Regions from separate parts of the Arachis hypogaea genome. Here region 1 is linked to region 2. A link is a contact called in public Hi-C data. All regions are on one chromosome and are shown on one strand. Each heading gives the region's core, a stretch centred on a gene start, on an enhancer-like site or on the middle of the called end of the contact. The rest is flanking DNA. Distances are from core to core; before and after follow the strand shown. Region 1 holds the start of LOC112727401 (bZIP transcription factor 50). Region 2 holds the start of LOC112727400.

The links. Hi-C and Micro-C count contacts between places; a contact is called where the count stands out from the background.
Region 1: a Hi-C map of leaf shows a contact between it and region 2, with 2.0 times the contacts expected there. The contact joins the promoter of LOC112727401 here to the promoter of LOC112727400 in region 2. A contact is called at or near these places in 2 of 8 Hi-C or Micro-C datasets (both in leaf).

The regions. Positions count from the first base shown.
Region 1 is chr12:57,895,705-57,901,751 of arahy.Tifrunner.gnm2.J5K5, reverse strand. LOC112727401 (bZIP transcription factor 50) reads left to right here and starts at 3,531. Exons shown (of 3, transcript XM_025777138.3): 1 at 3,531-4,168; 2 at 4,882-5,105; 3 at 5,965-6,047. The coding sequence starts at 3,795.
Region 2 is chr12:57,704,540-57,711,403 of arahy.Tifrunner.gnm2.J5K5, reverse strand. LOC112727400 reads right to left here and starts at 1,790. Exons shown (of 5, transcript XM_025777137.3): 1 at 1,117-1,790. The coding sequence starts at 1,342.

The DNA of each region.
Region 1 (6,047 bases), core at 2,282-4,781, 190 kb before region 2:
GTATGCTTCTTTATATGCACGCACATTTATTACTAATCCTCTGTCAAACTCTAAGTTTGGTGTAAACCCTTAAATTTGGTGTTGGAAACACCATGGATCATAAATAACCTACACAAAAAATAGTAGTGATGACTGAATACTCTTGGGTAAACCCTCTCTACTGGTGGTTAGTTATTTCTTTCTCCTTTATTTCTGTTCATCCCTTCTGTTTTTAGTTTTCTTTTCATTGTTCTTCTCTTTTATTTACTTTCCTTTGTTTATTTCTTCCTTGCATATATTGCATGTTCTATCCTTTTCTCTATCTATCTTTTCTGTAAAAACTTCAAACTTAAATACTTGTTTCTCCAGTAACCATTTGATAGAGGATATCTTAATGAAAAAAAAGAAATTGAATCATAAAAATCAAAACAAACAGTGGAGGTGCTTAAGAATATGTGGTTGCACTTGAAGAATCTAAAATGTTTGAATGTTGAGGAAATAGAAAAAGAATCTTCAAGAACAGAAATTTAAAGAAGTATTATGAGATTTCGATCATCAATTCCTTGGAGTAGTGAAAAAAAAGTGAAAAGATCAAAGAAATCAAAAGTTATAAAGCTCTGAGCACCAATAATTAGGGTCTAGTTATATGCTTGTAATGTTTCTGTTTTAGGGATAGACTTGGACTAGTAAATTCGAAGGGTGCTTTATCACCCGATAACTTGGACCAACTGGACCGGGATTATCGATTGAAAGTTTACTTAAAGAGTTGCCTTAAAACAAAAGATCAAGAAGTCCAAAGAGGCTCTGGGCATCGATGTCTGGGTCAAAACCCGAGTTATGTGCTTGTGGTGCGGTTGTGTCAAGGAAATTTAGTGAAAAGTTAGAAGAAAAAAAGAAAAGCGTCCATTGTCTAATGGATAGGACAGAGGTCTTCTAAACCTTTGGTAGGCTTGGGTAATTAGATATGAAGGATGACATATAATTCGACCTAAGGACTACTTTTAAATCTTGTTAGGAACTAAATTAGTTTTTGTGCTTAACCTCTTTAATTAATTAACTGTTGACTAGATAATTATAGAGAAACTGAGGAACCAAGGAATTGGAAATCAGTTACAAAAGATTTGTCGTGAAAGATATTTGCATACTTCAAAATAAGTAAACAAGGTTTGGTTTTTCCAAGAGCACAAACATCTCTGAAGCTCTTGACTCTCACCAACATTGTCTTCTCTCAATCAACATCCAAGTTCACTATCTCTCAGGCACTCAAGCACTTAATATTCTAAGCAAGATACAGGTTTTGCCCTCATCAATCTAGGTTATTTTAATCTAATTAGGTATTTAATCTGATATTTGCTTGCTCAATCCTTTAATCCTCATGAGAAAGATATCCACTCACCATGGTATTACTTGAACGATCCGGTGCACTTGCCGGTATCCGTGAGCTTTAATTTTTGCTCACCAATCATCGACATTGGCAAAGTCACGTTTGGCGGCACTATTGCAGACTCGCTTCCTAGCCTTAATGTCCTAATGACCCAATGAGAACTTGGCCCTTAGTCCTAAAATCCCCCTCTTGACCCCTCGATCTTGGACAACTCAGCACAGATCGCTAATCGAGATTTGACTTCAAATACAAATCAAATCTTGCCTAATTTAAAAGGTCAAAGGAAGGAAAAAATGCATATATAAAGGGAGTCTTGGACTCCCTCCAAGTTATGACATACAAAATCCTAAAATCCTATCTCTAAGATCCATTCTAACTTGAGTGTCGGTGTGTCTTTCTAGGTCACCTCCTGCTCACTCCAAAAGCTGGAAGCCGTAAAGCTCGTCAACTTCGTTGGATTTTCCTATCGTTCTAAGTAACTCATGAACAACATGTCACGAGAGATAAGTTAGTTTAGAAAGATGAATTTTAAAATTTGAAAATGATAGTGGTATTGGCACAGCGTTTGCTCCCTCTGTCTCGGAGGATGTCCAAGAAGAGATAAACCTAATTGATCCTAGTTTTCATAAGGGCACGATCCTGCCTGGCTTTGGGATGATTCAACCTCCGCAGAACACTGTCTGAGGAAGTCCACTAAAGCGAAACAAGTGTGGTTACACCTTGTTAATAATCCTTTAATGAGTAATACTAGAATGTATATTTTACAATTGGATCAGAGTAAATCTTCAAAAAAATGAATATCTCTTTTTAAGGGCTTTGTGTTGGATTTGGTGTGATAGGAATAATGATCTTTTTAATATAGAGAAAACTTGGAGCAGATACAAAGTTGTGGTGCTTTCCCATCATATGGCTCACGATTTTTCCTTTTATCAAGCAAAGCTGAAATCTATCATGAGTACTAGCTTAATCTTATCTTGGGAACCTCCTCCTCTTTCTTCTTTCAAGGTAAACTGTGATTCAAGCCTCTTTCTAAATGCTTACAATACGAATTTTGGCTGTTTAGTTCAAGATAGCAATGGAAAGTGGGTGAAAGGTTGCACTGGAAGTCTGCCACTGATGAACATTTCTTGCTATGAATTGTTTGCAATTTGGTGTGGTCTGATTCTTGCTTGGGAGTATGGCTGTAAAGATGTGATTTGTAAAATGGATTGTCTTGAAATATATTGCTTGATTTCTCTAGGATCAGCCTCAAAAGATAGAGAAGGCAATGATTTACTTATGAAAATAAAAGAAATTCTTCATTGCAATTGGTTTGCAAAGAATTCTATCATTCAGCTACGCTAATGAAGCAGCTGATCACATGGCCAAGCATGTTGTAAGAAGCACAACCTCTTACAGTGAATGGCTCGAATCTTGGGAGAGTTTATATTTGACTATTTCTAGGGAGAAATCATAACCATTTAGCTTTTTTTTTTGTGTTATCTTTTTTTTTTTCCGTAGTCACAAGAAAAAATTACTAAAATCATATCGAAAAGTTCAAGTCATTGATAAAAAGAATTTCAAAAAATGTTAACGACAAATAAGCCCTCGAAGGATTTAAAAACGCGACAAAAAAAATTAAATATTAAATATATATGCTAAAAATAGACTTTAGAAATTAACTGTGATGTAAATTAATGCAATTATTATTAGAAGAATGAGAAATATTTATCTTTAAAATTTGATATATGTGAAATAAATTTTTTAAAATTTTTTTAGTGTGAATGACCATATTTTTTGAAAATTAAAAAAAAATTATAAATCAAATTTTCATTTAAATTATTGTGAACCTTCTAAATATTTATTTAGATATTATAAAAAAAATTCAAATAAAATAAATAAATTATTTATTAAATACAATAATTTTTTTATCACTTGTAAAAAATATAATATTTATTTATTATTTTTATTATATTTTTAAATTATTTAAAAATTATTTTATTAATAACATTTTTTAGGAATTTTTTGTTAACTACTAATCTTTCAAATTTCAAATTAATAATTAACCTAATTTTTATTTTTTTTTTATGACACCTCACAAAAGATAAGTTAGTTTAAAAGGATGAATTTTAAAATTTGGAAATTTAATTTTAAATAATAAAAATATATAACCATTGATGTGTCACAATTTGTTCTTTTCTTAGAGCATTTAGGAACTTTTTTTTTGGGAAAAAAGAAAAACGGAAAAAGCTAGGCCAAAAAAGAACGCGTCACCACGTGTCATTTATGTCCACTCTCTTCGATCCCATTGGCTGAGTGACAACATGAGAGATTTAGGAAGTTTGCGCGACTTTTCCATTGCTTAGTCACCAAGACTCACAAACAACTCGAGGCTTCGTAAAATATCGTCGAGTCGTTTATTCGTTTCCTCGTAGGAATTGACGGTTCCGTCATGGAAGGTCTAGCACTAGGAGAAGACCCACTTAGCGACTTCGATTGTGACGCCTTTCTTGAACAATTACTAGATCCTCACGTTGACGATATCTTCCATGAGAAGGAGGTTCCTTCTGCCGTAGCAGGTGGCGGTGTTTTATCAGAGATCGAGAACTTGTTGATGGCCGATGATGAAGACGACGGCGCTGTCATTCCCGCTACTCCGTCGTTGGAATCTGACTACGACAAGCTTCTTGCTGAAATACTCGTCGAGCCGCACGGTGACTCCGACGACGGTTCCACTCCTTCTATCGAAGATCCCGATAAGGTCAGGGCTGATGCAGCGGGCCCCAAGGAGGTTGGCATTGAACCCGTTTCGAAGAAGCTATTAAGGTAAAAGAAACAGAGAAGGAGGTTAAGAGTTCGTTTTATTCATTACTTTTGCTTTGGTTTTGTGGTGTTATGTTTTAAATTTTGTGACTTATTCTGGAGATTTAAACAATTTATTTTCTGATTTACATAATTTTGATGTTTGAAGGAGTCATTGTGTTTAAATTTTTTAAATAACTTTTCAATTATATGTTATAGTTGATAGTTGATATTAGGATTTAATACAGGAATGCAGTAACTAGTAAGTAGTGCCCTGTCTAAATTTAGAGGAACTCTTGTTGCTTTTTCTTCTGCATTGATAGTTATGAGAAAATCTTTTGCTATATTTTATTTCTTGGATATTATAGGATAATTTCTCGTTGTTTGAGCTAGTTTGATGTTTCTTTTTGGATATAATAAAAGTGTGTACATACATTGATGGTTTCTCCTTGAGCTTGAATATGGTGTTCAAAGTTTGGATTCTGAACAAGAACTAGGTAGGGCACTCTTATATAGAAGAACCAAGGATTGAAGATGGATAAAGAATGATGTCTTTAACACTTGAGGAAGAAGAAAAATATTGATGAGATCTGCTGGGGCTCTAGTTAGACCTTAATCAAATAAGGCTCCATTGTTGTTTCATTTGTTCTGTGATGCCTACGATGCTACCTTTTATGATGACTATGGTGTTGTAACTTGTAAAAGATAAAAGATTGTGTTCAATGTCTGCCTTTCAGGAAAATGAGGAACAGAGATGCTGCTGCGAGATCAAGAGAGAGGAAGACGAAGTATGTAAAGGACCTTGAGATGAAAAGTAGGTATTATGAAGGGGAATGCCGTAGACTGGGGCATTTGCTCCAGTGCTGCTATGCTGAGAACCATGCTTTGCGTCTTTGCTTACAGGCACGAGGTGCATTGAATGCTTCCATGACCAAGCAGGAGTCTGCTGTGCTCTTGTTGGGTAAGCCCTACAGTAACACATTGACTCAACCACTTTCTTAATGTTTGTTTTGTTTCGTGTGTTGTTATTCAATCATAGTCAGTAGCATCCTTGTTTTATTAAATTGGTTTCTTGATTTCAAACTCTGGGTGTTTGGATTGATTATTTCGTTGCTTTCCTGAATGAATCTTGTGCATATTCTTTACAATTTCATCTGTTTGATTTTGATATACAACCTTATTTCGAGTTGCCAAAGTTGTTTAGAATATATCGATTCTAACATTATAATAAATTTCCAGTGTGGATTGTTGGATCATTAAGGAATAGTAGCTTTCTTTTCCTTCAAGTTGAGAACTATGTTTATTGGGGATCTTATATAGTTTATGTGGTTTCTTAGTTGTTCGTATACCAGATCTTTCACATTGTCTTCAGATGTGTAAGCTTTATGGACTCATGGAGATTTTTATATTAAATGAAAGAATCCAAAATTACTTTTTGGCTTTGTTACAACACTAGTCTACTTCCTATTTCGAAAATGTAGATTCCAGTATTATACTGACATCAGTAGTATCAATTAAGAATCCAAAATACAGAACATGGTAAAATGAAGAAGGTACAATTAAGGGTTGTTTGTGAGTTTAGTTTGGAGGTAAAGGGAGGAGAAAGGGAGGCTTGTAGTAGAACTTATGTTCTACAAGCCCTCCATTTTCCCTTAGTTCCGCTCCAAAACTCATAAACAACCCTAAACAGAAAGGAATCTTGAGATTTCGGTAAAGAATCTGCAAGTCCCATCCATTATGTTGACCTAGTGAAGTTGGTATTAGATTCTTGTTTGTTATTTATTGAATAGATATTGATATTGACCATGTTCATGATCCAGAATCCCTGCTGTTGGGTTCCCTGCTGTTGTTCATGGGTGTCATGTGCCAATTCAGTCTACGACTGACAGCCTGGTTAACGGTA
Region 2 (6,864 bases), core at 541-3,040:
CAGTTAGAGCTAGTTAGTATACCCTATATTTTAGGAATGTAGGGTAGCCATAGGTGCTCTGGCAAGATATGCAGACTTAGCAAGCAGAAAGCTTCAAATATCAAGTTCTAAATTCAAAGAAAAAAAAAAGTCGTACTATACTATTTCCCAGATCGATCACAAATTATAGTAATGCATAAGATTGTGTCGCCCTAAAACTTGAAAAGCTTTGGTATTCATTGGTACTACTAATATAGAAAACTTATTCGGGAAAGTAAATGATTACAACTTATAATCGTGATAAAACTGACTAGTTTTCTAAGTGATTAAAAAAATATTAGTTATCAAACGCATTGTCCATGCTGTTCAAATTTCACTCTCAAGAGTTAAAGCAAAATTATCAAAATATCATAATAAGAGTAAAGCCTACTTGAGGCCGATTCCAGAATTAGCAATGTAGCCCCAAAAATAAAAATGGTAAGCCCTCGGGAATAAATCTTCAAAATTAAAAAAAAAAAACAAAAAGAAAGCTATTCCTAAAAATGCAAGCCCTCGGGAATAAATCTTCAACATTACTTAAAATAGATATCGGGAAAGTAATTCCCTTAATAGCTACCAAAAGAAAAGCTATTTCCTAAATTAATAAAACACGAGCAACATACAAATCCCTTCTTTTGCGTACAGTATCTAAACGGTTAAATCTAAATCTCTTTTATTAGAAATTAAAAAACAAAAATAACAATAAAAATAAATCAGCCAAGCCATCAACCCAATTCCAAATAACCTAACAAACAAAAATTATTCACATATGGTAACATTGATTCCACACCAGTGACGCAAGTAACATTAATTCATACACCAAATTGAGAATTAAACAAACTAAAAAAATAATAATTATCCAAATCAAACCCCATATTCCGCAACCCCAATCATTTTCTTTTTCCTGAAACAACACAATGACCTAGAATATAGGATTCCCAAAATCAAAATCACACTAATTTCCATTTTCGGAAAAAAGAAAAAGAAAAAATAACTGAACACACAAGCCGGACATAGATCCAAGCCAATGAAACAATGCCGCAGCCAAAAATCTTTAAAAAAAGAACAATAAAACCCATAGATGAATAGTAACCTTACCTTTATACTGTGAATGGGAAAGTGGATCCTTCTGATCTGAGAAGTTAGCGAACGGTGGCAAGAAGAATAGAGCCGACAGGAACACGGCGGCGGAGAAGAGCAAGACGAGAAGGCATCTGAGACTAAAAGAAAAGGAACCGCCGACAGCCACATTGGGCCTCGGATCTTCCGCGGCGGCGGCGCCGGGAGGCAAAGGTTGGTGGTGCTCTTCGTCGGACTTTCCCATTGGGAGCAATGCCGGTCAAGATCCATCCCCGGCTGAGTTTGGTGCACCCATTTAACAAACGAGAGTGACCAAAATAGAAGCTCTGTGATGAAATCTTTTCCCCCTTTTTCTTCTTTTCTTCTTTTTTCTTTTTCCACCTTAGAACAGAAAAAGTTATAAGGTAGTGTGTGTGGGTGAAATTTTTCTGGTTTATGAAATGCTGATGAGAATTGATGTCTTTTTATTTTTAGTTAGGGCTTCAGCTTCAAAGGAAGAGGCAGAGATGATGGGTAAAGGGTAGCTGTGTGTGAGAGAGAGAGAGAGAGAGAGTTAACTTGTGTAGCAAAAATGAGAACTACAGTCACCATACTAGTAGTACGACAGTGTGGTCGGGGTATATTTTTTTTCTTTATTTTAATTACTGCCATTTTTTATTTAGAAAATAAAATTCCTTTCAAATTTTGAAAGCGAAGTAAAGAGTAAAGACTAAAGCAGGGTTGGATGATGTAGCCTTGTCTACGGAAACAATTCAATTCATTAAATCAACCACGTGTCGATCACACAATTTTTTTAATGTAAATAAATTTTCCATTATTTTTTTTAAAAAAATAACAAATAAGTCCTTAACTTTTTTTTTAATTCACAAACATTTAAGTCTTTAAAAATTTAAAAATACATTTAAATCTCTCATTTTTTTTAAATTTGGATATATCGATCTTTTTGTTTACTTGGCCCAATAAAAAAATCAAACGTAGCTTTCATTGTACTGACGTGGTTACGGATATACACGTGAGAAAATTTTAAAATGGAACAAATTAGATCTAGAGATCGATATTAAAAATTTAACATTTTTTTTCAAACTAATTAAGGTGTGTATCATACTCTGATAATTTTTTGTCCCAAAATAGTGTGTAATATTCATTATTACCAATAAATTTAATATCTCATTCTTTATTTCTATTAATATATGTTCCGTGTCCTATACGAATAATATATAAAATATAGTAATTTTTATTAAATATTTTATAATTTAAAATTATTAAAAATAATTAGTATTTATCTTAACCGATTTAGATTGGTTGAGCGGTCATCTCACTTATCCGCTTAAGCAAGTATTGAGAGTTCAAATTATGTCTTGTGTGTAGCAATCTATTAACTAGCGACAAATTCTTAAAAAATGGAACATCAATACGTGGTGAAAGTCATTGGCCTGCCGAATTAAGAAATACCAAAGAAAAAAAATGGTATTTGTCTTTAAAGTAGAAAAGTTTTTCATTGGTAGTAATACTTATCAAGGTTTTGAAAATTGGACCAGACTGGCTGATTCACTCGGGTTAATAAAAAATCGATCTTCTAGCCGATTTGTAAGAATCGAGACTAATTAACTGTCTAATTAAATAATTAAATTGCCCAAATTAGGTTCTGAAAATTTAGAATGAGAATTAGGGAAATTAAATATGATTTTTGGACTCAATAGATTTTTCTGAGTCAAAAAATGTAATTTCTGCGAAAAACCGAGTAAAACCACGAATCGGCAGATGAAATGGCTGAATCGGTTCAAGTCTGTCCGGTACTATGCGAAAATAATTAAAAACAGTGGAAAACCTTAGAAAAATAATTAAAGTCGAAACTGGGCATTTATTTTAAAGGTTTAGGCCAAACGGAACAAAAATGCTAACGAGTTGGACCGGGCCCAAGTTGGGCCCAAGCCCAACATATAAATACAGTTAAATGAGCTTCATTCAGCTCATTCACCACCAAACACACACACACCACCTGAAAGGAAGAGGGGGAGAAGAGAGAAAAAGCACTATTCACATCTCACTTCAATTCGTCATATCTTGAGCTATGGTGCTCCGATTCGAGTGTCGTCGGTGGCTACACGAAGCTCTCGCCGAGCCCGTTAATTCTATTCTACTTGTGTAGGTATGATTTTGAATTTTTTCTTCCTTCCTGCTGCCCTAAGAATTTCGAGTTTGGTGGGTGTTGGTCTTGAGTAAAATTTGTGTTTTGGTTGTTTAGGTGCTAGTCATTAGTGAGAAAATGTTGGGTTCTATCCAAAATTTTAGTAAATAAGGTAAAGTTTCTCAAGAACCCTTGTAAATTGATTAATTGTGAGTTGATTAATTGTGAGTGTTAGGTTTTGATATATATGAAATGTATGATGTTAGTTTGAATATTGGAGCTTGTTGGAATTGCTTTGGATATTTGGTAGCATTTGGAGTGGAATTGGTGACTTGGTTGTAGTTGGAAGCTTGATTTGCATTCAATTTGGGTTTTTAGTGCATATTGAGAATCGGCCAAGGTATGGTTTTGGTTTTCTCTATGTAATATATAATATTTCTGGACACTTAGTCCAGTGACCCATAGGATAGGTTTGGATTGAATTGGTTGTTGAATTTGTTGAATGATGAATTATGATGAATTATCATGATTTGATGATTATGAGTATGTTGATGAATTATGATGTTGAAATTGATAAAAATAGTGTGGAAGTTTTAGATTGAGTTGGAATGAGATTGATTATGATGCTTGGTATTGATAGATTAATGATTGATGAATGTGATGGTTGAGAATGGGTGCTAGTGTGATATAATTGATATTTGAGTTTGAGAATTATATGATATGAGTAGTGGATTATGACACAAATGGTAAAATCTGATGTGGGATGGAGTTGAGGCGGTTTTGGTTTGGTTTTGGTTGTGAAATTAGAAAATTGAGAACCTTGTGAAATTTTGATAAAAACAGATTTTTGGTGAACTTTGACAGATCATAACTTGATCCTCAATTTTCAAAATTGGTTGAAATTTATTTTAAATTAAAGTTCATTGAAAAATCTTTAAATGGATATAAAGTTTGTAGGAAATGGATTTTTGTAGAGGAAGTTATGATCATTCAAATTTTGGTGTCAAAATCTGAATTTTGTGAATGCTACAAAATTTGTGATTTCTGGTTTGTGTGCGCACACACAGCCCGTGGATTTTTGAACCTGTGCGCATGCACAGCCTTGTGCGCACGCACACACGGGGATATGGCTACGGTTGGTAGCGCTAGCACGCTCTATGCGCACACACAACTAACGAAGTTTTGCAAGCTGTGCGCACGCACACGCTGGAAGGTGCAATCTGTTGAAGGCATTCGCACGCATTGTGCGAGCGAATAGAATTAGAAAATTTTAAACTTGTGCGTACGCACACCTCTATGCGTACGCACCATAGTTATCAGAATCGAACTGGTAATCGACCCGGCTAAGTTACTAGGTTACTGGGTTAATGGTTCAACCAGTGGGTTACTGGTTGAACCGTTTGACCTAGTAATAATTAAATAAATATATACAATTATAATAAAATTAAAATTTTGATACATTATATTTAATTATGTAACGCTACGTCAACAAAAATAATTATTTTTTATATTAACAGCATGAAATGGTTATTCAAAAGAACAGAGGTGATTGATAATTATGTAAAATATCTTATATTGTTAGTATATTGGTGCACAAAATTGTTACTCTCTTACAATTTCGCACACATGACCAGCAAGTGCACTGGGTCGTCCAAGTAATACCTTACGTGAGTAAGGGTCGATCCCACGGAGATTGTTGGCTTGAAGCAAGCTATGATTATCTTGTAATTCTCAGTCAGGAAAACAACAAAACAATTCACTTATCAAATTTGATTGCAAGGAATAACAGAGCATGAAATAAATACTTGTTATGCATTAATGGAGAATGTGTTGGAGTTTTGGAGATGCTTTGTCTTTTGAATCTCTGCTTTCCTCTGTCTTCTTGTTCACGCACGCACGTCCTCCTATGGCAAGCTGTGTGTTGGTGGATCACCGTTGTCAATGGCTACCATCCATCCTTCCAGTGAAAAGGGTCCAGGTGCGCTGTCACCGCACGGCTAATCATCTGCAGGTTCTCAGTCGTACCGGAATAGGATTTACTATCCTTTTGCGTCTGTCACTACGCCCAGCATTCGTGAGTTTGAAGTTTGTCACAGCCATTCGATCCCAGAATCCTACTCGGAATACCACAGACAAGGTTTAGACTTTCCGGATTCTCATGAATGCTGCCATCAATCTAGCTTATACCACGGAGATTCTGATTAAGGAATCTAAGAGATATTCATTCAATCTGATGTAGAACGGAAGTGATTGTCAGACACACGTTCATGGATTGAGGAAGGTGATGAGTGTCACAGATCATCACCTTCTCCATAATTAGGCGCGAATGGATATCTTAGATAGGTACACGCATGTTTGAATAGAAAACAGAGATACTTGTATTAATTCATCGAGACACAGCAGAGCTCCTCACCCCCAACAATGGAGTTTAGAGACTCATGCCGTCTAAGAGTACAAAGTTCATATCTAAAATGTCATGAGATACAAAGTAAGTCCCTAAAAGTTGTTTAAATACTAAACTAGTAACCTAGGTTTACAGAAAATGAGTAAACTATAACAGATAGTGCAGAAATCCACTTCTGGGGCCCACTTGGTGTGTGCTGGGGCTGAGACTAAAGCTTTCACGTGCCTGGGGCTGTTTTGGGCGTTCAACGCCAGCTTTGGATCCTTTTCTGGCGTTGAACTCCAACTTGCAACTTGTTTCTGGCGCTGGACGCCAGAATTGGGCAGAAAACTGGCGTTGAACGCCAGTTTACGTCAATTCTCCTTGAGCAAAGTATGGACTATTATATATTGCTGGAAATCCCTGGATGTCTACTTTTCAACGCAATTGGAAGCACACCATTTGGAGTCCTGTAGCTCTAGAAACGCCATTTTGAGTGCAGGGAGGTCAGAATCCAACAGCATCAGCAGTCCTTTTTCAGCCTGAATCAGATTTTTGCTCAGCTCCCTCAATTTCAGCCAGAAAATACCTGAAATTACAGAAAAACACACAAACTCATAGTAAAGTCCAGAAATATGAATTTTTCCTAGAAACTAATGAAAATAAACTAAAAACCAACTAAAACATACTAAAATCTATATGAAATTAACCCCAAAAAGCGTATAAAATATCCACTCATCACAACACCAAACTTGAACTGTTGCTTGTTCTCAAGCAACTAGACAAATAAAATAGAAGACTAATAAGTCAAGAAGAAATAATATCTCAGAGTTTTTGAGTGAAGCTCAGATTCTAATTAGATGAGCGGGACTAGTAGCTTTTTTTGCTTCCGAACAGTTTTGGCATCTCACTTTATCCATTGAAGCTCAGAGTGATTGGCATCTATAGGAACTTAGAATTCAGATAGTGTTATTTATTCTCCTATTTTAGTATGATGATTCTTGAACACAGCTACTTTATGAGTCTTGGCCGTGGCCCTAAGTACTTTGTTTTCCAGTATTACCACCGGATACATAAATGCCACAGACACATAATTGGGTGAACCCTTTTAGATTGTGACTCAGCTTTGCTAAAGTCCCCAATTAGAGGTGTCCAGGGTTCTTAAGCACACTCTTCTTTTTGCTTTGGACCTTGACTTTAACCACTCAGTCTCAAGTTTTCACTTGACACCTTCACGCCACAAGCACATGGCTAG